Linked DNA regions of Anas platyrhynchos: all the other regions are linked to region 1. A link is a contact called in public Hi-C data. All regions are on one chromosome and are shown on one strand. Each heading gives the region's core, a stretch centred on a gene start, on an enhancer-like site or on the middle of the called end of the contact. The rest is flanking DNA. Distances are from core to core; before and after follow the strand shown. Region 1 has its middle 46 kb from the start of SWAP70. Region 2 has its middle 15 kb from the start of AMPD3. Region 3 holds the start of ADM (adrenomedullin).

Region 1 (4,656 bases), core at 1,016-3,515:
AACAAGGTCTAAATCACCACGTAGCTAGCCCCAAAGTGTCATGAAAACTCATGGCAATGGTCATAAAGTTATGCCACACTCCAGCCAAGCCCTCTTTCATCATCTCTAATTCAGGCTGCTGACTCAATCCCAGGTAAGTTTTCCCCTCCCTTTTGCACTTGGAGACCAGGAACATCCTGGTAAACCTAAAAGGACTGACCTTGACACTGTCTCTCCAGACAGTTTTCAGAGCTTAAGCTCTGCAAAACAAAGCATTAAATTTTGCAGGGGGGTGTAATTCGCTTGCTGAATGCTAGAGTATTTCTGTTAAACATGAAGTGCAACAGGAGTCCCTGAATATGTTTTCAGTCTTGGAAACTGATCTTCAGCTCTCACTTTTGTAAATTCTCCAATACACAATGTTATTTTCACTGTTTTTTCTTGTCTGTTGCAGGTAATTTAGGATTTTCCAACTGTTCTAACAATTTAGAAGCTCTTCTATGTAAAAACACTTTCTTGTATTACAAAAGTTCCCTCTGGATTGTAAAATGCATTACAAAGGGGAGGGAGTTAGTCCCTCATACATTGCTTGGGCTGTTCTCTTGGCAGAAAATAACCACTGGCAGCTTTGTAAGACATGGAAAAAAGACTTATCTCCCAGATACTGGAAACACAGTCAAAGCTGCCTTAGCTGGGCAAATAGGCACTGGTTTTTCAGCCCTATTCCCTGCAGGTGCAGGTCTGCTGACGTCAAGGCTGTCATTATTGCAGGGCTCACAGCCCTTGAAATGTTTTATCTGCAAGCCATTGTCCAGCCCACAGCATAGAAAAGCTCCTCAAATGCTTCTGATAGGGACGGCTGGGACAGAGAACATCGCGTGCCCTCGATGCCTCCCCACTCACCTGCTCCAACTCTGTAGCCAAAAGTTTTGGGGAATCTCTGAAATATGCACTTTGAGAATCCGGTTGCTTTCCTGTTTGACTCAGAAATCTTCCTGGAACGTTGCTGCTTCCTGTCTGAATTCCTTTTCTGAAGTCAGGTTTTCTTCCTTCAATGCCAAAGCAGCCTACAACAAAGAGGAAAAGACAGCAGAGTTCAGGAAAGCACTCTTCTGATAATGCAAAGACTCACAGGTGCAACCTGCATGCATGCTCAGGATTACACAGTCATTAGGAAACTGGGAAAGCCACTAACGAATTCCAAAGCTAGACTCTCGCACAGTATTTCTATCTGGCTATTGTTTTTTGGGAGACTTGAAGATTCCTGTTATGAGGCAATGCTTCTTGTTAATTTCTTACCCTTTTCTATGCATCAGTGTTATTTTTTTCTCATCTATGTATGTTTTTAGAAAACAAAGCATTGCTCTTATCCCTTTTCAGGTATAGGAAGCACTTCGTAACCTGTTCACTAAGCACTGCTCAAGGGCAGGTTTTTTTTTTTTTTTTTTTTTTTTTTTTTGGGGGGGGGGGGGACAGGTGGGGGAGGGCAAGGAGGGAAATGAAACTGAGACATAACAAGTTGTTGGAAGAGCTGGAGCAGAGCCAGCAGCTCTGCATGCTAGTGGCAGGATGGCACATGGCTGCCCCAGAGAGCTGCCGACGAGCTGCTTCACCTTCTGGTGCAACAGAGCAGAGCTGCATGAGGACTCGTGTTCTGTTTTTCTGTGCTCTGCAATGCAGACATCCCCTGGGGTCCTGAAGTCGCAAGATGAAAAACTCATCCTTCCTTTTGGCCCAGATCCTGAACAGACATATGCACATGCTTAGTGCTGACCATGTGAGTAGCAACGCTGATCTCTGTGGAGCAATCCACACGCTTGATTTGAGAGCTGGGGAGAGAAGGACACTTGGTTCTTCGGTTGCCTGTTTTACATACCACTGGTAGAGATCCCACCCAAGAGAGAGCTGTGCAGCAGGATGGCGCTGAGCTACATACATGTAGCTATTTTTATTTCCATCGCTTGTGGCCTTGCTGAGACCTGCTACGAATTATCTGGGATATTACACCCCAGACAAGTCGAAACAACAGGTCTTGCTGCAGACTGTCTGTGTTTAGTGAGATGATTTAGTTACTGCTTTCCCCCCACCCCGTCTTCTTCCTTATTCCCATTAGTGACACGTTGGCTGCAGAGAAAAGTTATTCATGCTCTAGAAATGTAATATTTACTCAAAACAATTTTTATTTGGCTTGGCTTCTTCCCAATGCCATAAAGTGATAGCCAACCCCAAGTGCTTACATAGACAACATGTGCATCTGAGTCATATTTATGATCCTAGTTATAAAAAGCACACAATCTTGTTGTTTGGTGCAATGGGATGGGACTGAAGGCATCAGCACGTCTTGAGCATAGCCTGTCTCTGGAATCTGCAGAAATTTGCCATGCTCCAAATATAGAACTTGTGGGTGGAAGCTCAGACAGGAGCCAACTTTTTATACCATTACATCACAGGAATTGAGGGCTTCATGCCAAAGGATCCAAGGAAATTAATAAAGAGCAGAAGCTGTCCAGCTGTTTGAATTTAAAGTCACGGCAGAGAGGTAATTATTAATAAAAGCGGCTTCATTCAGAGCATGGTAATCTCATTGCTTAAATTGAACATATCCCCTCTTCACTGCAGCTTACCATTCTGTTGGAACTTGTAAAGATAATAGTTAGGAATTAACATCTGTAAGAGATAGGCCCAGCAAAGCTGAGATCATTCTAGATAGAGGACACGCTTCAGTTATAACTTTCCAGCTAAGTAATGCTCAGTGAGTATATGTATTTGCCAGTGGCATCACTGCTCCCCTGGCTGGAGGAGGTGGCTGGAACGTGGCATGCATTTTTCCAGTTAAAACACACAAGGTCTGAAATGGACAATGATCAAAGCTGTATCCAGCTAATTTGAAGAGTAATTCAATTTGTTTGACCTCCGTGTGCTGGGGCAGCCAGCATAAGCTCAAATGTTGCAGCCTCCGAGGAGCTGCCGGTAAGCACCAGGGCCTGTTACCAAGAGGCAGGGGGTGCCCTGACCGACCTTGCAGCCTGTCTGGGAGGTGCTGTGCATGCCTGCAGCCCCAGACCTGACACAGCACAGCTGGGGGTCAGGGCAGTGCTGATAATGGTAGAGGGCTACCACCTGTGCATGTAGAGGCTGCACCTACACAATGCAGACTACAGGTCTGCTAAATGCTGCTCCCTGCACTTCAAAACATAGTGCACACGATAGACACTTTCCCTGCTCATACAGTCCCCCAAAGCAAAACCTGGGCCTTCACATGGAAAAGGATCATGGGGTCTAGGTGCTGCAACTGTGTGCCAACGGCTGAACTCAGCAGGCTTGTCACAAAACACATAGCCAGGAGAATGCAGCAGAGTTTTCAGAAGAGGGGCTCCCCTGGTGTTTAAATCACAGAAATGTTGGTATAGCTTCAAAAATTTCCAGCTCATGCTCTGTTCGATGGTACACAAGGGCTATTAAAAAATTAGCTCTGAATTCTCTGGGAAGTGCCTTATTCCTGTTTTGAAGATAAACAAGCTGAGGTGGGAAATAACTAGAAGTTTCTTCACAGAACTGCTAGCATCAGCAAATAACAGAATCCCTGAAGAGATGATCCTGTACCCACAGATACCATATTGTGCTTGCATATGCATTTTCTGCAGCAGCACATACCAAACAGCCTTGCACGCCCATGCCTCAGTGGGGGCAATCGTGGCAAAGACCAGGACATGCAGCTACCACTACCTCTGTTTCAAAGCACCTACACAAATACGGCATCCTTCTCTCCAGGGAAAGCAGATTAAAAAATATATATATTAAAAATAAATCACTTTAACCAGGTGGCCGCAGGGTCATGATTTCCATAATATGAAGAAGACATTTGCTGTTGGGGAAAGGCAAGCGATAAATAGAAGAAATCAAGTCATTCTCCATTTTTTAAATGTGGTATTTCCACCTACAACACAAGCATGTGCATGTAGGAATTATTATGAGACTTGAGGTTGCTCTGGATTCAACGGGCTCTGTTACTAGATAAACTAGAACCATTCACTCATGCCAGAGAACCTACTAAGATACCCTGGCTCTGTTCAAGGTTTCCAAGCACTGTATTTTCTTCCTAGTATGTAGCTAATAATGGTAGTCACTGCATTTTATTTCTTGTGAATAATTGTGAACATCCAAAGATTAAAAACCTCAGGCTTACTGAACATCCCATTTATAATTAGGAGATGCCTGCCCGTGATGCATGACTCACAGAGGTAAGCTGAAGCACTGCAGTGGGTGAGGAGAGCTTTTGTCCGCTACTTTGCTATGCCATTGGAGGAATCTTACTGGGAACCTGGAGCTGGAACGGTTTTTTGGGACTGGCTCATCCATGTAGTTGCAGATGAGAGCCTCTGACATGGCTCTAATACATTTCTCTGGAAAAAAAAAAAAAAAAAAAAAAAAAAGCATGAGGAGACACAGAGGAGGGACAATGCAGGGTTTCCCTTAACTGCTAAAAATACCTACAACATGGGACTTAAAAAGAGGAACAGATTTTGGTAATTGGGTACCGTGAAGGGGAATTTATTTTAAAAGCCAATTATTAGGGACATCCCCTAAAACTACCACCAGATATTTTCCGTTGTGTGATCTGCAGAACCTGAAACACTCTAGTGCTTTAAAATGTTAAGTAAAAGAGGAAAGACTCAC
Region 2 (4,656 bases), core at 1,100-3,599, 330 kb after region 1:
GCAAATAACTGGGGAAGTGGCTCAAAGTAACTTCTGTGGTTCTGCAGAGCCTGCTTTACCTCTCTTATCTGTAGGATTGAGCTCAACAGAGAAGTAAGAGGCACTCTCTGCATTCACTTGGACATAATATGTGATCATGTAATAATAATGTACATACTTGGAATTTAATTGTAACTACATTGCATTCTTAAGCATTTTGTTAAAGGTGGATTACTTAACATGCCTTCATTGTTTATAAGGTTAATATGGCTTAATTTTTGCAACACATGCAAATCTATTTTTATTTACTTAGATGTTTAAGTCATTAGAATTAGTCTTCCACAATCAGATTTGAAGGAGGCTTACTCACATTTGCAGGTGGAGATGGTTTGGCCTGACCCAGCAATAGGACTTGTGGCTTCAGTAGTAGGAATGGCTAAATTAAATGCATATTCACTCAAACTGAGTTTGAGCGGTCTCAAACTGAAGACTAATCCTTTCAAAGACAGAATTAGAAGCAGCTTCCACTAATACAGCCACCTATAGAGTGGGACACTGAAGTACACCAGTTCCATCACGCCCTTTCTGCTGCAGGGACTTTATACTCCAAGGGAGCAAACAAATGTAAAGGGGACATCTCTCTTCAGAGTTTTTACAAGCAACCTGAGGAAATCTGTATCACAAATGAGGTACACCTATAAAGTAGCCACCATTAGTGACAGCTGATAAGAAGCACCAGTAATTCACATCTTGGTTTCCCACATCTCCAACTTCCTGTCAGCACTAACTTATATTGTAAGTAATATTATGCTCTGAGTTGTTCTTGCCGTTCTCCTGGCAGCCTTGTCATCCTCTGCAGCTGATTCCCTTTCCCTATGCTCTGGAATCATTTTCCAGGTTAACCAATTTCTTGCAGCATGGAGGTTGTAAACTCCTTCCATCAACTCCTTCCATCACGCTGTGACAGCTCAGTCTGCTTAGGACCACAAGTCAGACACATCCTGCAATATGCAGTTCCTGTACTGCTTCATGCAGCAGACACATCCTGAACTGCAAGAGCACGAGACTTAATTGATTCAATTTTAACTTGGAATTCTCTTTCTAATCTAATTTTCAAAAGGTCATATTAAAAAAAATCAAATGTAGGACTGGTGTTACTTAATGGTATTTTTGCTTCCTTCCCCTGAATAGCCTTAATTTCATTGCAATTAGTTTCATAAAGCAAGCTGCATTCAAGCTTGCTATGAAAGCTCTAGTTTTGCTTTCTACGGATTTTCAGCTTTGACTTAGATACCTTGTGATTTTTTCTGGTGGGTGTGAATATGAAAGACAAGTACGAGTTACTGAAGATACTTTAACAAGACTAATGAGACGACAGCTAAATTTTGAGTTGAACAGGAAGGACTTCTATAATGAGTTGGTAGGCTGAGGAATTGTTTCCCAGAGGACTGAGTAGAGCTCTGCTCCTTTCTAAAACTAACGGAGCTGGAGCACAAGACTGAATGGATCTCAGCAGTTAAGGGAGTAAAGATCTAGTGTATTCTGTTCTTTCTATCAAATCCTGATTGCTTTCTTAGTTTCCACCTAGTCAATTTTATTTGAAGGTTAAAAAAGTTTTCCATGTTGATTTCTTTGTTTTGCCATAGGCCTGCAATTGATCTGTTTACTAAAATGGTATTGCATTCAGGTATCAGCAAGATGTGGACTGCATTGCTTTGAACAGAAGACATACTGGTCACCACCTCGTGAAGTGATTTGCACTACGAAGAAAATTAAGTTTAGTTGTTTAGTTGCTGTGATTTATACTGACTATATGATAATGTTCAATGCTCATGTGACCAGCTCACTATTTTTCAGGACAAAACACTTTGATATTAATCTAAAACTGGAATATAAACAATTAAGCAATGTAAACTTCACAATCATTTTCACTTGCCAAAGGATAGAAAACCATGTGAAACTCAGACTGGATCTTCCTGATGGGATTTTGCAGGGCAAAGGAAGACAAAAATCCAGTATGTAAAACAGTTCACATCTTCTGTCTTGCAGATATCCCACATGGATCCACTCAGACCTCAGGGAAGTATTTTTGTGTAGAGTCTCTGTACGTGTGCACGGGGCAGGGCCCTACAACCAATCGGAGTAAGGCTGTGTCTGAAGTGTATGATCTGCAAAGCAATCTGCAAAAAAAAAAATCTGCAAAAAAACGTTGCTGTTTTTTAAAGGGAGATTTTCCCTACACTGAGGATGCTACAGGAGAACCTTAGCACTGCGCTTGTCAGTGTTTCTGCAGGGTTGGTGGAGGCTGTACTACTCTCCCACAGCCCTGGAGTGGTTAGGGGAAGGCATCACTGCTTCTGTTGGGCAAAAGAGTCACCACCAGACATCCAACTCTTCTGCTCTACCCACTCTGAGACCATGTCTTTTCTTCACCATTCCCTGCAAATCATTATTTTTCTCTTCAAGGACTGAATCATGGCGCTCTGCCTGTGTCCTTGTTAAGATCTCAGCAAGAAAAATGCCTTTGCTTAAGAAAATAACATCATGGGAAAGGCCATGGCAACACAAACACTTATTTTGCCAGAACACATTTATACTGGATGGGTGGGTAGTTCAGATGGCCATGAACACTTAATAAAGCTCATTTTTCTAGTAATTCCCCAAGGCACTTTCTTTAAAAAAAAAGAAGAAAAAAAAAACTATTACAGAGACAAGCATTTTAGTGGAAACTTCCAGATTTAAAACAAATATGATTACCTTCTTTTAGTATTATTTTCCTGTCACCTTAGCAATCTAGGGAAGACAATTTTTAGTCTAAATAGACTGTATCTTATTATACCTTTCCAACTCCTCAGTCTTTTATTTCTTATTTTTATATCCAAAATCCTAGTAACAGCCTGTAAGACATTTACATTCCTGCATTCTTGCCCCGGTTTTGTTGGGTACACAGTATTCCTTTTTTTTCTTTCTTTTTTTTTTTTTTTTTTTTTTCTCTCTCTCTTTAGTAACATAATCTTTCCGCATTTTTCCAGGTTTGGACAAACAGAAATGTTTGCAGCTTCCAGTTGGTGTTAAAAAAAAATTAAAAAACAAAAAACAAAAAAACTCTGGCCTTCAGACATGCATTTAAAACACTGAACTGAATGTAGAGAAAAGAAAATTAAATCTAGGATGAGGAATTAAAAACTCTCTAAGAACGTTCACAGAATTTGGAGAATTTAAGACCCGGATCAACCAATAGATCTCTTATTTTGATTCCTGTTTGTCATGGCCGTTACATTTTACCCCTTTATTGTGATATGGTGATCTGCAACTATTTTCAAATGAAGAATTCCTTCTAGAAAAGTACACTGTTTTGAGGTAAGAGCATCAAGGGTTAGACAGTCAACCAATTCCCCTGGCATTGATCAATCATCCACACTGCACGTGTAACTTCTCATTTGAATTTGCTGGCTTCAGCTTATAGCACGTGGTTCTCATTTTTCCCTCTTTCTACAATATTAAAGAGCCCATGTGTTCCTGATAATCTCACACAGAGAAGTTATTTGTGAACTTATCTAGTCAGCCTTGGTCCATTTTTGGGCAAAGTGAACACACGGCGCAGCTAACGCTGTTACGTGAAGTCCCTGGGCTGACACAACGCCTTGCTGCCCCCCAGAGAGGCTGGCCGTCTTTCCTTCCCTTCCTCTTACTCCTGCCCGCATACTCGTATCAATTCCCTTCTACCAGCTTTGCTGCTTGTCTAACTGTGCAAGCAGATGACTGAATCCCCTCTAGCAGGGGAAAAAGAGTTGATGCCCCTCCCTCAGAAAGGGGAATATCCTTCTCCAGGGTTAATGATGTGAGTAAGCATATTGTATGGTGAGGCAGGTGAAAGGGACAAAATGTGACTGCAAGGCCACGAGGATCGACCTGAGGGCAGAGATGGGGAGACAGAAGAGAGGAACTCAGCTGTACTGTCTAGCTCTGCCATAAGGCTCGCAGGGCAAGCTCATTTCTCTAGCCCTGAAACACTTTATGGATCTACCCTGTACCTTCTTCAGGTTTCCAACAGGCTTAAAATGCTAATGCCAAACTGCTTGAAATATTCCCTAGCTGTCTCCTATTCTATCTACTTTCCGATCACTGATGAAAGCCACCAGGAACATTGTGTCTAACATTGGTTGCTCTGGAATGCTGCCCCAAAACCCCATCTGCTAATGGTCCCCTCATGAACATTTGTTTCCCGAGATCTGCCATTTTGCTGGTCCTTCAGGTATCTTGCACAAACTCTACTAGCATCAAATAATGCCACTTCTCTTAAACTTCAGAGATATTAACTGAACACTTCACAAGAGATTTAGTATTACTACATCTCCACAATTATGTATATTCAATCAAATATGAAACTGGATCTGTCTGAAGCAACCAATTTTACATTAACGATACTGAATTTCTTACAGATCTGTTCAAATCACACCTTTATTTCCTTGAGTCTGTTCCATTTTATCTACCCATTTAGAGTACCTGACTTTTTTTTTTGTTGAAGTCTCATTCCCCTGAAGAAACATCTGCATTAAAAGGTTCAACTAACTTCTTCAACATACTAATTGCTTGGTCAAGCTATAAGATTTAAAACAAAGGATTCCCCTTTATTCCTAATGACAATACAAAGGTTTATGTAACGAAGGTCGATAT
Region 3 (4,656 bases), core at 642-3,141, 310 kb after region 1:
CATCTTGCCTGATCCTTTATGTGCCAAAGTTTGCCTGCACGCAAAGCTGAATGAGCTAATTTTGTGTCACTAAAATGGCCATTGTATTCAGCATGGCACTCACATGTGACTTGTCTTAATATTATTATTACTCCTAAACCAATGTAGGATTCTTTCTGCATTGTTTGCCTAAGAGTATACAAAATGCACTTCCCTTTTGGCCAAGGATTCTAATGAGGGATTTTCCAGCATTTTGGGAAGTGTGGGATTTTTTACTGGAACAAGAGATCTAAATTAAATCAAAGCAATGCCCGGGACACCAAATCCTGCCTTCTCATTCAGAGAAGTTAGATTCAGTTTCAGCTTCTGCTGACCAAGGGAACGTGCGGACTCCCTCCAGCCTGAGCTGCCTCGGGAGCTCTCGGAAGGCCGAGCACGGCCCTCGGGGAGGGCAGCAGGGCTGCGGCTCCGCGGGACCACTCGAGCCGGGGCCGAGGGGACGAGGCAGAGCCCGGGGCTGCCCGGCTCCCGCAGCCGCCTCCCGCCCCGTGCTCCGGCCGGGCAGGTGCGGCGCAGGAGCGAATCCGGGCTTGTCCCGGCGGCCAGCTCACGGCCGGGGAAACGGGGAGGGGGTGCGGGGTGGCCGCCGGCCGTGCGCTGCCCCCTCCGGGGCGGCAGCGGGCAGGGCGAGCCGCTGCCACCGGCTTGCCCCGGTGGCGGGGGGAGCGGAGCCGGGAGCCCCCGGGGGCCCGGCCGCTGCTGGCGAGGGAGGCGGCGGCTGCCCCGGAGTGAGCCGCATGTAGGAAAGTGTCAGTCATCCCCTCGCACATACCTCTGCGGGGTGTAGCAGGGAGCGCGGCTACCTAGCCAGGCAGAGTCACGGGCACGTAGCTCACCTCTCTCTGAAACACCGCTCGCGGCCAGATGCGGGCGAAGCACCCGGCACACGCTGCCCGGGGCCGGCTCCGGCTCCGGCTCCGGCCAGGCGCGGGGCGAGGGGCGCTGCCCCCGAGAGCTCCGCGGGGCCGAAGCGCCACAGGGCGCAGATGATAGGGGCTGCAAAAACAACAGGGTTTGCCTCTGGGCAGCCAGGAGAATGCTGTTAGAGCCCCCGATCCTGCAGGCGTTCGGGCGCTGAGCTAAGGGCAGTCCCGTACACCGGGCTGCGGCACCCGGCGAGCCGCGCACGGCTTCCCTGGAGCACCTCAGGTGCCCCGTGTTGGAGGCACAGGCACCGCTCTCCTCGGCCCAGGGCACACCGAGCGCCCCTACCTTCGCCTTCCAAACCCATTGGAACCGATTGATTTGAAGGGATCAAGTACCTCAAGAACACTTTATTAGATGAAAAATGCACCTACGTTGAGTCACAAATATTAATGACGGCTGATTTGTCACCTCTTCGCTTATGTAAAGAAGGCTGACATTCATTATAGTTACTCATGACAATTCACGTTGTCCAAATATGGGTTTATTTGTGAAACCTTGCTGTTTGATGGATTTGCGTGGATCTTGAAACCGATCGGGTCCGGTTCCTACGCTCCTGCTTCCCCCCACCTGAGGTTAATGTGCCCGAAAGGAGAAATTACGGCACAGACCGTACAAACTTACTTCTGCACTATACGGGCAGTTAAAAACACTGTCCCCAGCAAAACAGAACGAGGGGCTTAGCAGCTTTTGTAAATTATGCCAGGACTCGGATTCCACACCTAAAAGCCGTCGTTATAATTCATGAAGTACCATGGGGGGGGGGGGGGGGGGATGTTGAAGATAATTTACATGAATCCTCCAATTTTTCCCCCACGATGGGTTGCCCCCAGTCCATGCTAGAACGATTAAGCAGTGCCTGGGATGTGGGGGTGGGGGTAAGTGTCAAAGAGAAATCGCCCAGCCAGGCACGCCAAGGTCCACCCACTTCCCCCGCGCTGCGCTATAAAAGGGAGCGGTGGAGCGCAGCTCGGCAGTGGTTGCTCCAGACACACAAAGACAGAGCTCTCGCTCCTCAGGAAACCCTGCGAGTTCGGATCGCTACTGCAAGAACGTTTGTCTCAGTGGATTAGCCTCACTGTCAGGTAAGAAGTTTTTTTTTGTTGTTGTTTTCCTTAAAAAAAAAATAAATATGCAGGGGTGGTGGAGAGGAAGTGGAAATCTGCTAAATCTGGGCTGTTTTGAAGAGCTTGAACTTATGCTGCAGAGCCTTGCACTGGCTCTTGGCATCAGCTGCAGTTTACAACATAAGGTCCAGAATTAGCCACTTCTGCGTGTGAAGTGAGAAGATGAGCTATCGGGGATAAACTTCCAGGCAGCAAAACACTTACTGGAGCTGGGAAGCGATGCATCTGAAAGCCAGCTCCCTCTAAGCTCGTGGGTTTGCTGAATCCTAACGCAAGCCGCTGGGGGTATTCCGGCAATCCTGCTGGTTTTCATCCGCCTCTACAAGTAAAACTCTCGACAAACGTAAACTTTAGAGGCTCTGTTATTTACTCTGCGATAAGTTGCTGAGCAAATACTAGCTTTTGGTTCATGTCGCACACAAAGTTCCCGGTAGCCTGGGGGCTCTCCCGAGGGAAGAGGTTCTCCGAGGCACCGAAAGAAAAAGAGACGGACAGACCTTATTTGGCTTATCTGAGCAAGCATACTTATAAATTCTCTTCTCTATCCACCAGGAGTTCAGCCAGAATGAAACTGGTTCACGTAGCCCTGCTCTATCTCGGCTCTGCGACCTTCTTCGGGGTGGATGCTGCAAGGGTGGACGTAGCGACAGAGTTCAAAAGAAAGTGAGTATGGGAGCGCGCCCAGCCGCCCTTTGGAGCCTCCGCGCCCCAGCGCCGGGCTCCGGCTGCGACCAGAGGGACCGGACTCCCTGCGGGAATTGCACAGGGCCGCGTGCCCTTTCAGGAAGCATCCCCAAAAAAGTCCGAAAAAGCTCAGCGCTGCCAAAGATTATCGCCCCTCGAATCTGTTTGGTTTGGCTCCCGCCCTGCAGGCTTGCACTAACAGGCTCTCCTCTTCCCTTGCGCTCCTTTCAGATGGACGAAATGGGCACTGAGCCGAGCCAAGCGGGACGTGAAGCCCTCGGGCGCGCTCCGAGCGCTGGGAGCAGCCGCGGCCGTGCAGCCGCTCGTGCGGCCCCAGGACGTGAAGGAGGATCCCCGCGTCTCGCATCCCAGGTAACTTCCAGCTCGAAGCCGCCGGGCTCGACGCTTGCCCGAGCCAGCAGCAAGGTTCCGGGTCCCCTCGTTTCCGGGTGTTTCGGCTCCTCGCTGCAGATCCCCGAGCCCCGGAGACAGCTCCTTCAGGGAGCCGCCTCCCTTTCCCCGCGCTCTTCAGCCGGCGGCAGCTAGCCGCGCTTGTACTGCGAAAGCCGAATATAAAATAGTAACTCGAGCTCCGGCTCCCTAGATAAAGCGACAGTCGCAAACCGGCGGGGCCTCTCCCGCCGTGGGCAGCGAGCTCGGGTCGCCCCTCTCCGCCGCTCGGCGGAGGGCAGGGCCGGGGGGGCTGCACGGCGGGGCTCCTGCCCTCTCCTCGGGCCCCCCCGCGCCGCCCTCACGCCTGCTCTCTCTTCCTGCCTCGCAGCAGCCGGGAGGATGCTCACATCCGCGTCAAGCGCTACCGCCAGAGCATTAACAGCTTCCCCCACTTCCAAGCCATCCGCACGGGGTGCCGCTTCGGGACGTGCACGGTGCAGAAGCTGGCCCACCAGATCTACCAGCTGACCGACAAGGATAAGGACGGCGCCGCCCCCGTCAGCAAGATCAGCCCCCAGGGCTACGGCCGCAGGCGGCGCTCCCTGCGCTTCCCCCGGACTCTGCGGGCGCTGCCCCGCGCCCCCGCGCCGGGGCTGTGAGCGCCTCGGCTGCACTCAGGCACGGACACTCCGGGGGCCCGCGGAGCACTCGCGGAGAGCCCCCGCTCGGGCGGGACCCCGGCGCGCCCTCCCGGGGCCGGGGGCGGCGAGGAGCGGCGGGACGCGCCGCCGAGGGAGCTGCGAGGCCCCGCCGCTGCCGCCTGGGACTGGACGGCGGCCGCGCTCGCCGCCGGGGCCAAGACCGGGACCGGGCCCGGGCCTTCGTCGCCGGGAGGCTGCGCCCCAACGGCTCCGGCAGCCCCGAGGAGGGGAGCTGGGGGAGCCCGGCGGCCGGCCCCCGCCTGCTCTACCCTCTGCGCTATCTGCACCCGGCAGGGAATCGGACACTCACTAGTCCCTGCGGGGACTGCGATATACTTGAACGTCACAGAGAGGAAAAGTGCAATTGTACGTGGTTTTTGTTAATTATGTGCGGTGCGGTGTGTGTGGATCATGAGATACGTATCGGTATTTAAGATTGTCCTGTGTCATGTCCTGTTTGTATCTTTTTTGGAAAATATATTTTATTTTTATACGTTTTATATATATATATATTGCATATGGGCATTTTAAAACATTGTATCCCCTCTATTTTTCATATCGTGAATGTCAGACGTTGTTAAACTCTTTTTCCATACCTTTTTTATCTCGCATTCCAGACTGGTGAAAGATGTAGAGAATGTATCAGCTGTTCTCCATGGGTAATATGTGAAATAAAGTAAACACTATTACGTAAAGCTTTTCTGTTGTTTTTAGTAGGGGCAGGTGGTCAAGACGAACGAACTTTTACTTTCGGCAGTCCTACCCTTACTTACCTGGCATGGCAATGC

What was found. Hi-C and Micro-C count contacts between places; a contact is called where the count stands out from the background.
Region 2: a contact with region 1 is called in a Hi-C map of subcutaneous adipose tissue, with 2.7 times the contacts expected there. The contact joins two enhancer-like sites. A contact is called at or near these places in 3 of 8 Hi-C or Micro-C datasets (liver, small yellow follicle and subcutaneous adipose tissue).
Region 3: a contact with region 1 is called in a Hi-C map of subcutaneous adipose tissue, with 4 times the contacts expected there. The contact joins the promoter of ADM here to the enhancer-like site in region 1. A contact is called at or near these places in 6 of 8 Hi-C or Micro-C datasets (F1 follicle, F5 follicle, liver and 3 more).

What each region holds. Positions count from the first base shown.
Region 1 is chr5:63,226,271-63,230,926 of IASCAAS_PekinDuck_T2T, forward strand. No RefSeq gene overlaps it. Among named protein-coding and RNA genes, the nearest start is that of SWAP70, 46 kb to the left of the region's middle. Within about 2 kb of position 2,266, at least 6 of the 8 cell types and tissues checked have an H3K27ac peak or open chromatin away from gene starts, as enhancers often do. A contact at or near this core is called in F1 follicle, small yellow follicle and subcutaneous adipose tissue, where this site is marked.
Region 2 is chr5:63,554,877-63,559,532 of IASCAAS_PekinDuck_T2T, forward strand. No RefSeq gene overlaps it. Among named protein-coding and RNA genes, the nearest start is that of AMPD3, 15 kb to the right of the region's middle. Within about 2 kb of position 2,350, at least 2 of the 8 cell types and tissues checked have an H3K27ac peak or open chromatin away from gene starts, as enhancers often do. A contact at or near this core is called in subcutaneous adipose tissue, where this site is marked.
Region 3 is chr5:63,534,420-63,539,075 of IASCAAS_PekinDuck_T2T, forward strand. It overlaps ADM (adrenomedullin), which reads left to right and starts at 1,892. Exons shown (of 4, transcript XM_027461895.3): 1 at 1,892-2,048; 2 at 2,643-2,753; 3 at 3,006-3,146; 4 at 3,556-4,563. The coding sequence starts at 2,656. The coding sequence ends at 3,826.